Regions from separate parts of the Cricetulus griseus genome. Here regions 1 and 3 are each linked to region 2. Evidence: chromatin contacts called from public Hi-C and Micro-C data. All regions are on one chromosome and are shown on one strand. Each heading gives the region's core, a stretch centred on a gene start, on an enhancer-like site or on the middle of the called end of the contact. The rest is flanking DNA. Distances are from core to core; before and after follow the strand shown. Region 1 has its middle 68 kb from the start of Cpn2. Region 2 holds the start of Hes1 (transcription factor HES-1). Region 3 has its middle 26 kb from the start of Cpn2.

Region 1 (3,340 bases), core at 415-2,914, 130 kb before region 2:
TCATCCGATTCTTTGACAGTAAGAAACAGCAGCCCCTGTAGGAGAACCGTGCTTCAGTGTGTCCAGATACATCTTAAGCGTCAAGCAACCAGGAAGGTGAACACATCTGGGAAACTGAGGCTGGGATTAGGAGAAATGACATGTGCCCACAGGCACACTACCTAGGATTTGGAGCTCTGCGTTTTTGAAGCCCTGGTCAAATAAATGCCTTTCCCTTATCCTCAGACAGCTCAGCCAGACAGGGGGCACAGGACAGATTTAGAATCAACTACCGGAAACTGGCACTCCGTGTGCTCCTGGACACAGGTTGGTGCGGCTCTGAGCCTCCACTGTGTCCCTCCTCCCACTGAGAGCAAAGAGCTGAGTGTTTGTGGACCCCTGCTGTGCTTCTCTGGCACCAGAAACAGGGTGTGCCCACTCAGCCTGGGCCTGAGGGAGTTGAGGCGGCCAGTGCTTGCTCTACCACTCTCCTCAGTGCCCGGAAGCCTGAGGGCACAAGGACTGGCTGCTTTCCCAGAAAACACAGCTCACTGCCTGCCTGTTCTGTCCTTGAGCTCAGGCTTGTGACAGGATCCAGGCTGGGGATGGTGGACAGGGGACCTTCCTCTTCCTGTGGCTTCCAAGAGCCTCCAGGCTAGCGTCTCCAGACTAGACCTCCAGGGCTGGTCCCCAGAACACACATCCCCCCGGGCGGCATGTGGCTTCATTCAGGTTGGGAGGCCTATTTCTGGGAGACAGAATAAGGGCCCCCTACCCTCCTTGATGAGTGAGTTGCTCCAAAATACCACTATGAGCAGGGGTGAGGGTGGGGGCTTGGAGGCTCTCCAGGGGACAGCCTTCAGGCTTCTGTGGTTTCTACTGACAGAGCTGGAGACACTCCCCACTCCCTGTAGCGTGTGACCCAGGCTGATGTGATACAGTTAATCAGAGGCAACTTTTTCAACTCTCTCTCTCCCCACAGTGAGCAGAAGGCCCCTTTCTCCTGCGGGGTTAGGCGTGTTGATGCATGGTGGGGTGGGGGTGGGGTGAGGGGGCACTAACTCTGAAGGAATGGCATCAAGAACAGCAGTGATCAGCCAGTCAAAAGACATTTAATCAGGATACCCCTGGGGCACTTGGTTTCTGGTGATTAAGGTCAGAGGGCAAAGAGGAGAATGAGGTCTGTTTTTAAGATGGTGTCATGTCTGTGTGGCCAGGTGGAAAAGCATGGGCCATGGGTACCGGCCAGGGGTGTGGCAAAGAAAGCAGTTGCAGTCCAGCCTGAGACTGACTCGGTGCTCTCATCTGTAAAATGGATCCTCAAAAATGTGGCACGCTCAAAAGGCACCTGATATGAACGGGCCTTTCCTACTGTGAGGTAGGGTGGGACCAGCTGATGTTGCCATCCAGCCATTATCATGCTGGACTCTAGCTGCCCAGAGGAGGGCCCAGGCCGGGGTCGCGCATCCTTCCTTCCCCACTAGGAGGAGCACTCGGCACTTGCTGAGTGAGATAGGAGTGTGTGGCAGGCCAGGGGGCGGGGGGGAGGGGGTGGGGGTGGAGAGCGTCGGTCCCCGCTGCCTGGTCCTGCCCTCCCCGCCGAGCTGGACCTCGCGTCTCCAGGGCCAGCTCTCCCTCCCGGGTGCTGGCAGGCTCTCAGAGGCCAGAGGAGGAGGTCTGGCTGCCAGGAAGGGTGGGGCTGCCAGACACTGCAGAGCCACACTGTGACCCAGCCGTCCCGGAAACGCTCCCAACCTTGGCCCTCAGCGTTCACATCCGGCCGGGAGGGGTGTCGGTCAGGCTGTCAGGGGTACATGGGATGCCTCCGAGGTCAGGCTGCAGACGATCACCAAAATGGGAAAGACCAGGCTGTTTGTTTGTTTGTTTGTTTTTTATTTCTGTCTTCTGTCTTCTTCTTCTTCTTCTTCTTCTTCTTCTTCTTCTTCTTCTTCTTCTTCTTCTTCTTCTTCTTCTTCTTCTTCTTCTTCTTCTTCTCTCCTCCTCCTCCTCCTCCTCCTCCTCCTCCTCCTCCTCCTCCTCCTCTCCTCCTCTTCCTCCTTTTCTTTTTTTAAATCTTATCCCGGGGTGAGAGGTTTTGTGAAGGGCTCGTGTGAACAGAAGCAAGCCTTTATCAGTGCCTTACTCTCTGGAGGCTTCCCCAGACTTGTGTGTAAACTTGTGTGTAAAGAAAACAGTTAATGGATATTAGAGTGTGTCTAATCTATGCCAAATTGGTTTCCTACACGAACACTTTTACAACTCAGTGTCTATTTTGTCCATTTTTATACATGATGAGAATGCAAAGGCAACAAGAGTCACATGACCAAAGTCATATTGGTCCCAGCTGTTGGATCCTGTAACACCTCCCCCCCCAATTATTCTTATCATTTTCTTTTCTCTTTCTTTTTTGAAAGCAGGACCTTAGGGTACCCATCTCTGCAAACTGCCAGCACCTGGTAGGCACTCAGTACAGTTGTGTTGAGCAGGAGCCCATGGGCACTTGGGAGGGTCTCTTAGCACTATGGACAGATGAAACAATGTAAAACATGGGGAAGATCAGAGTGGGAATGTCATGGGGCCCCAATGAACCTGGAGCTAAGGGTCCAGATTTCTTCCTTTGGTGTGATTTTTCCTTTTTCCACAGACTATGTCAGGGTCAGACTGTTTGGAGTCACAGACAGAGCCCTCATCCTGGAGAGCGAGGGTGTACCTTGTGGGAATATTCGGAAGAGGCAGAACTGAGAGTCCTTTCTGTGTCCCAGATACTCTGTGTGTGTGTGTGTGTGGGGAGTAGCTGAGTGGAAAGACACCTGCTTCCTTTGCTGACATCATTGTGGGAGGCCTTCTCACCAAATCCTGATGGAGGAGATGACGTGGACCTGCAAGTTTGGCCTGCTCAGAGTCACAGGATCTGGCCCATGCACTTGAGAAGCACGGACTCTTGTGTCATAGCTTCCAAGGATGCCAGGGCTGGTTCAGCCTTATGCAACTGGGTGTGAGAGGGGGAGGGGTACAGGAGGGCTGAGAATGGATACCCTTACTTCAACATACCCTCATTTACCAGCTATAGTCATAGATAGCTCAGCTTTCCCTCCGTGACACCCCTGCCTTGCTCTGCCTTTTTGATACTCAAGCCAGAATTGCCTTTTCCGCCCATCGCTTTGACTCTTTTGGGGGCTAGGGTTCATCTGGGCACTGATTTAGAGCCAGAAGGAATCCATGTAGAAAACATAACCCATCCCATAAACCTCAGCAGAGGGAGGGTAGTCATGTAGGTATGGGAAGTCATGAAGAGTACACATGGGGGCAGCAGCCCGAAGACTGACAAGACAGGAAGTTGCTAACATTACATACTACAGGG
Region 2 (3,272 bases), core at 738-3,237:
CAAAAACCTTGGCAGCCTCTCCAGCCTGGCTGCCCAACTTGCAGGGTGCGCTGCCGGGAGGGGGCGCCGCGCCCCCGGGGATGGGCACGAGCGGTGGCGGCGGCGCGAACGGCGCGTGCTGGGGGCCGCCGGGTCCTGACGGGGGCGGCGGCGGCGCCTGCAAGGCGGGGTGCGGCTGCCCGGGGTAGGTCATGGCGTTGATCTGGGTCATGCAGTTGGCCAGGTGGCCCAGCAGCCGAGTGCGCACCTCGGTGTTAACGCCCTCACACGTGGACAGGAAGCGGGTCACCTCGTTCATGCACTCGCTGAAGCCGGCGCGGTACTTCCCCAACACACTCGGGTCTGTGCTGAGCGCGGCTGCAGGCCAGAAGGAGAAAGGACAGGTCACCAAACAGCCCTGGCTCCGGGGCCACTGCCTCCCGCCCTGGGAGGTCCCCGCTGAGAGCCTCCGGAACCATCTGGGGTTGGGAGGGTGGGGTAGGCTAAGAACAGCCAGCTCCTTCTCTCTAGGTTGGCGACATAAGCCAGGACACTCCCTCCATTTAAACCGATCTCAGCTCCAGATCTGCCACCTCTAGCCCCGCGCGCTACGTGACCTTGGGCAATGCCACCCAAGGCGCTTTCCAAGTCCCACTTCCCCTCCTGCGGCAGCGGTTGGACGGGTGCTAAACCAGTGACCCCTAGCTTCTATCCAGCCCCAAACCGCCTCAGTCCTAAGTCCTTTCGCCCTCACCAGCTTCCACCACAGCCAAGCCGCCCACCACCCTCTCGGCTACAACCTCTCCCTCCCTTTCCGGAGCAGTAACAACTTGGGAGTTGTGGCTATAAATAAGACCCAGACCGTGGGAACGCGGAGTGAGCCAAGGCAGTAAAATGTAGCTGAATGCCTCTCACAACCGCGGGCGGAAGTCTGGAAGAAATCACCGCGGGCCGAAAGGGACACCCGCAGAGAGGGGACGCACGCGCGGTCCTCACCGGTCATCTGCGCCCGCTGCAGGTTCCGGAGGTGCTTCACTGTCATCTCCAGAATGTCTGCCTTCTCCAGCTTGGAATGCCGGGAGCTCTACGCAGAGGAAACAAGGGAAGAAAGTGAGACCCCCCCTTGTCAACTGCCTCTTGTTCTGAAGGTCCCCAACCCCGCCCGCATGTCCCACATCCCAGGGCCCTGTGGGAGAGGCCCGAACCTCCCTCCCGCCTAGGGGAAGGCAGTGCTGGCGGGGTAAGATCCTCACACAGCAGGGGAAGAGTCAGGTTCTTTGTGCCTGAGAAATACCACTGCATTCGTAATAATAATGATAATAATAATAATAATAATAATAATAATAATAATAATATGCATTGCTCACTTACATCTTTCTTAAGTGCATCCAAAATCAGTGTTTTCAGCTGGCTCAGACTTTCGTTTATTCTTGCCCTTCGTCTCTTCTCCATGATAGGCTTTGATGACTGCAAAGGAAAAAAAAAAAAAAAAACCGGGGGTGAGGGTTGAGCTCCCATGGGATCTGCCATTTCACCCCGAGGTTTTAAGAGGGAAAAGTACGAGGAGCCCCTCCGCGCATAGCCTACGTAATAGCTTCAGAGAGACGCAGGTACTGTCTTACCTTTCTGTGCTCAGAGGCGGTCTTTGGTTTGTCCGGTGTCGTGTTGACACTGGCTGGGGTAGCAGCCACCGGGGACGAGGAATTTTTCTCCATTATATCAGCTGGCATTTTCTTTCTCTTTTTCTTTCTTCTCAATCCCCAGAGAATTTTATTTTTGGAATCCTTCACGCAAAAAATATTTTTTTGCTTATGCCCCTTTTACTTGACTTTCATAAGAAAAACTACTGAGCAGCTGAGGGTTTAGTATGTCTTAGGGCTACTTAGTGATCGGTAGCGCTATTCCAGGACCAAGGAGAGAGGTAGACGGGGGATTCCGCTGTTATCAGCACCAGCTCCAGATCCTGTGTGATCCGCAGGCCCTGGCGGCCTCTATATATATCTGGGACTGCACGCGAACGGCTCGTGTGAAACTTCCCAAACTTTCTTTCCCACAGTAACTTTCAGCCAATGGGAGGAAGAGACACGCGGCACCGCTCGTGGACTGCGCCCCCCCATTGGCCGCCAGGCACAAGGTCTGGCGGCCAATGGCGCGCGCCTGAGCCCGGGGCACCGGAGGCTACAACGTCAATCAAAAGGATTTTAACCCTTTGCTGACTCCTCTGGGCTTTGCTTTAGAAAGGACTTTTCCGCCATGGCTTTGGTATAGTCTATTTCTTTTGTGGCCAGGTCTTTGGATTTTTATTGTCTTTGCCACGTGCAATATAACTACTTTGTATAGTAAGTTCATTTGAAAAACATTTTGAGAAAATATAGGAAAAGACATAATTTAGTGATTTAAAAACCAGGGAACTCGCGCAAGGGTGTGTTACTCTAACGTCCAAAGTGAATTCTCTAATTCTGTATGCTCAGGGGAGTGAAAACTGCTCATGCAGGGGGGGAAAGCAATACCCAAACCCCCAAACTAATCACTCCCTCACCACCACCACCCCAAAAGAGAAGTGCCTTCACAGGCAGGTTTTTTGGAGCAAGATGGCTTTTGGATGTCTGCCCCTTCCCCGCCCCCCAGCTTGCTTCTCATTCCTCTCCTGGGAATGGGGCATTGGACCTCACGCTTCTCCAGGAAACAATCAGAATAATTTCCTACTGGGCAGAAAGGAAATGGAATTTCAAATGAAAAATGAACAAGAGGGGCTTTGATAGCAATGCCACAAGGGCGCGCGCTCCTTCGCCACTCTATACCTTTCTCCCCCGCAGGCTCTCGGTTGGCAGTACCGAGAGGCGGCAGGCAGGGAGCCGGCCTCTCCCCTCCTCGCCCTGCGGGCGGCCATAGGCGGCCTCTGCGCCCGGCGTGCGAGCCCTTTAAGAGCTCCACCAGCCGAGCTGCAGTTTGACATCAGCCGGCCGGCGAGGGCGCGCCTGGAGTCGGAGCACGTGCCAGGATGTTTTATTGCCGCCGCGGCTGCGGCCGGACCCAGAGGATGTGTGTGTGCGTGCGTGTGTGAGTGTGTGTGTGCGCGCGCCCCGGGGGCAGGGAGGCGGGCCGGCGGCGGGCGGCCGGGAGCGGGGGACGGCTCTAGTCCCCGGGAGAAGCCAAGAAGGTAAATAGCAGCTGCTGTGCTCGAGCCTGGGAAAACCCCGCCCCCTGCGCCTGGCCTGGGCTCATTGGCGCGCGCTGCGTGTGGGGTGTGTGTGTGTGTGTGTGTGTGTGTGTGTATGTGTGTGTGTGTGTCC
Region 3 (3,184 bases), core at 153-2,652, 180 kb before region 2:
TATTTCCACGGGGTCTTGGCTTACCAGAGAAGGGTCTGGACCTGTTACTCCTTCCTCTGCTACATAGCATCTCTCACGGTGCCTCTCTGCCTCTCTACCCAGCATTCTCCTCTTCTCCTAGCCCCACCCATCTTCCTTCCTCTTTTGGCCAAACAGTAGGACATCCCCCACCCTGGTCCAGAGGCCTCAACTGTATGGCCACTCAACACTTAGCCAAAAAACTGGACGACAACTACAAAAAAGATGGAAACCCACCATATGCTGTGGCTGGAGCTCCCTTTGGGGACAGGATGCTCAGTGCTATAGACTTGCTTCTGTTCATCCATCCCTGGGAATTCAGAAGAACAGTTACAAGCAGGTGATCACGGCTGTGAGTCTAGGCAGGGAGGGTCAGAAGCTGACAGAACCTCTAAACTGCTGCCTTGTACACCTGCTTACCTCCCACTCTCTGCTGCCATTTTCCCGTGTCTTGACTTGCTTCCTCAGCCCCTTCTATGAAGCAGAGCAGAGGCAAGGCAGAGGCAGCCCATGTCAATTTGCTACCTGACTGATGGAGACGGATCAGAGACCACAGGGACAATGAGTCACCCTGAAACCCAGGCTCTGGGGCATCTATCCTTTGGGTCTCAGTTTCTTCCATCCAATGTTCAAGATAATTGGATCCAAGAATCTGGGAAGTCCTATCTGGCCGGCAGATCTGCCACTCTTGGGGTGTCAGGAGAAGCACTCCTGCCAGCTTGGTGTGTGAGCTCTGACCAAACAGTGCTTAAAATAGCGCTTCTCAGCCGTGATATCAGAGGACTCACTCGTGTGTGTCAAAACATCGTGATTAGCAGGTGGAAGGTGGCCTCTTAGCCTGAATTTCTAGCAAGCTCCCAGCCAGCGCTCAATCTCTGCCAGCCCCGCTTATGTCCTGGGGAGTGAAAGCTCATTCACAAGACCCAGCCACAGACCTATGGCATCAGAAACTCCAGGGTGTCGCCCCAGCAGTCCATGCCTCATGCTGTCTGGCCCCCAGGTTGTTCCAATGCAGCTCAAGTTCAGAACTACCGCTGTAGGACAGCTGCTTTTGAACTTTGCTGTGGACTGGAATCTCCTACAGAGAGAGTTTTTGAAACCCTGGTGTCTGAATCCAACTCCCATATACAAATTTAATAAGCATGGGATACGACGAGGCGTCAGGATTTTAAAACACGCTTTAGGTAATCAGAATGCGCGTGGGATGTACTAAAGGCTCAGGCATCCCAGGCTCCCGGTGGTTGTTTCCGCGGTTCTCCGCAGGCTCTCCACCTGAGATGGCCGTGAGGGGGCGCCGTGGTGCCGCGGGGAAGCTCTGGGCTCCGGGCAGCTGCTGGTCCCTGCTGCAGAGGCGGTGGCTGCGCCTGGAGCGCGCGCCTCCGGGAGCCGCTCCTGGCCCAGGCTTGCACTGCGCCTGCATCTGCACCTAATTAGTGCTGGCGGCTGCTTAGCCGCGCTTGACGTTAGTGATGTGCCGGTGCTGGGGAACGCCTGCAGCCTCCCGGCACAGGTTGCTTCACTCTACCAGCTTCGCTCTCTGTCTCCTCCAGGACTCGGGCTCACCTCTGGAGCTGCGCCCTGACCCTTGCTGCCCGTTCCAACTTCGCTCCTTTAGGTTCCGTGTCCCCTTCTGAGCCTCCCACCCAGCAAGTTCCACAAGCCGAGGGACTGCAGAAACCAGCTTCTGCCTTTCCCTTTCATGGTTTCTCTCTTTTCCTTCAGCCCTTAACTGAGCTGTGTGGGTCTAAATAATAAAGGTTTTCATACACCGGGGTTGCCTCTAGTATTGTGACATATAAAGCAGGGCCCTTTTGTAAGGGACCTTTGATGTCTATAGGGGTGGGAGCTGAGGCTTGCTTCTGGGTTTTGATTTTTTTTTTAAAGGACTCTATTTTTAGGGATGGGGCTTTATCCTGGAAAGAAGGGTCCCTGTTTAGCTTCTTAGCAGGCTGGGGACATCATCCCTCCGGGGGGAGGGGGGTCCCAGCAGGCTGCTAGAGTGACCTTTATCATAAATATTCCACTTTATTCTTCATCCCACCCACCTTCCCATCTGTTTGATATTCTGCCTTCCCTGGTGTGAGGCCTCATCTGGAGACAAGCCATGTGGGGAAAAGAAGCTTGCCCACCCCTGGTCTGGAGAATGCATGCTGCCCTGCCCTGACAGTTTCCTCAGAGCCTACTTCTCAGGGGACAGAAGAGGAGTGGCAACTGAAGAGGCTGTGAGCTTCCTTCCTTGCCCCTGCCCTCATTTCCAGGGCCTGGTTTCCTCCTATGAAGCCCACCCCACTTGCTGTCCTCAGTCCAGACAGCTGGTGGAGCAGGTCCAGTCCAGGGAAACTGAGGCCAAAGAGATTAAAAGGAACTCCTCAGAGTCACACAGCTGCCTCCTGGCAGATTCCTTTTCTACGGAATTGTTCAAAGCTCTCCCCAGGGCCAGCAGTGAGGGAGGGAGCGGTGGCGGGGGTCCAGAGAGAACTGGTTTAATTTGAAGAACAGCCATCCTTCCTAGAATCCAAATGAGCAATGTCATCTCAGAGCTCTGCCTAACCTCAGGGTGTCAGAGACGGGGCCACCCCAGAATGTCATAGACTGGGCCTAGGCTAATGGGCAGAAAACAGCTACGGGCTCAGAGGGGGGTGGTTTGTCAGGCACCTAGTGTGTGTGTGTGTGTGTGTGTGTGTGTGTGTGTGTGTGTGTGTGTGATGGGATGAGGGGTCTGATAACAGGGGCAGGGGATAGATACTGTATATCAGAATGAGTTGTGCTTCCTCTAATGTGGACTCCTAAATGAAGGCTCTCAGGTGGGGCTAGGGGCTAACCAGGAAAACTTGGGCAGCCACCAGTTGGGACAAGTTTCCCTGCTGGCTTGGCCATGTGTTTGGCCAAAGCCCAGCTGGAAATGATGTCTATGAAACAACAGCTCAGGAGGATGGAACTCTGTGCTGGGTTTTGTTGGTAACTGAGGGGACATTAGGAGAGGCACTGGCTCAAGGTCATGGGACAATCGGCAGTCCAGTTGGACCTTGGGTGCAGGCTCTGGACATAGAGCCAGGTGTCCCCACTAGTGTTCTTCCCTGTGGATGGACACCCTGACCCCACTCTTTCTTTTTTTTTTTTTTTGTCAGAGTGTGCCATGTCTTGTTGAGACTGCGAAGACATTTTC

Evidence for each region. A called contact is a pair of places that touch in the nucleus more often than the background predicts.
Region 1: a Hi-C map of fibroblasts shows a contact between it and region 2, with 6 times the contacts expected there. The contact joins the enhancer-like site here to the promoter of Hes1 in region 2. A contact is called at or near these places in 5 of 8 Hi-C or Micro-C datasets (the CHK-Q cell line, the CHL-YN cell line, the CHO-K1 cell line and 2 more).
Region 3: a contact with region 2 is called in a Micro-C map of the CHO-K1 cell line, with 5 times the contacts expected there. The contact joins the enhancer-like site here to the promoter of Hes1 in region 2. A contact is called at or near these places in 4 of 8 Hi-C or Micro-C datasets (the CHK-Q cell line, the CHO-K1 cell line and fibroblasts).

The regions. Positions count from the first base shown.
Region 1 is chr4:59,274,982-59,278,321 of CriGri-PICRH-1.0, forward strand. No RefSeq gene overlaps it. Among named protein-coding and RNA genes, the nearest start is that of Cpn2, 68 kb to the left of the region's middle. Within about 2 kb of position 1,665, at least 6 of the 6 cell types and tissues checked have open chromatin away from gene starts, as enhancers often do. A contact at or near this core is called in the CHO-K1 cell line and fibroblasts, where this site is marked.
Region 2 is chr4:59,408,056-59,411,327 of CriGri-PICRH-1.0, forward strand. Hes1 (transcription factor HES-1) reads right to left here and starts at 1,988. Exons shown (of 4, transcript XM_027412913.2): 1 at 1,602-1,988; 2 at 1,351-1,446; 3 at 976-1,063; 4 at 1-357. The coding sequence starts at 1,709. It overlaps LOC103164170 (a long non-coding RNA gene), which reads left to right and starts at 3,079. Exons shown (of 6, transcript XR_003484890.2): 1 at 3,079-3,139.
Region 3 is chr4:59,232,894-59,236,077 of CriGri-PICRH-1.0, forward strand. No RefSeq gene overlaps it. Among named protein-coding and RNA genes, the nearest start is that of Cpn2, 26 kb to the left of the region's middle. Within about 2 kb of position 1,403, at least 4 of the 6 cell types and tissues checked have open chromatin away from gene starts, as enhancers often do. A contact at or near this core is called in the CHO-K1 cell line and fibroblasts, where this site is marked.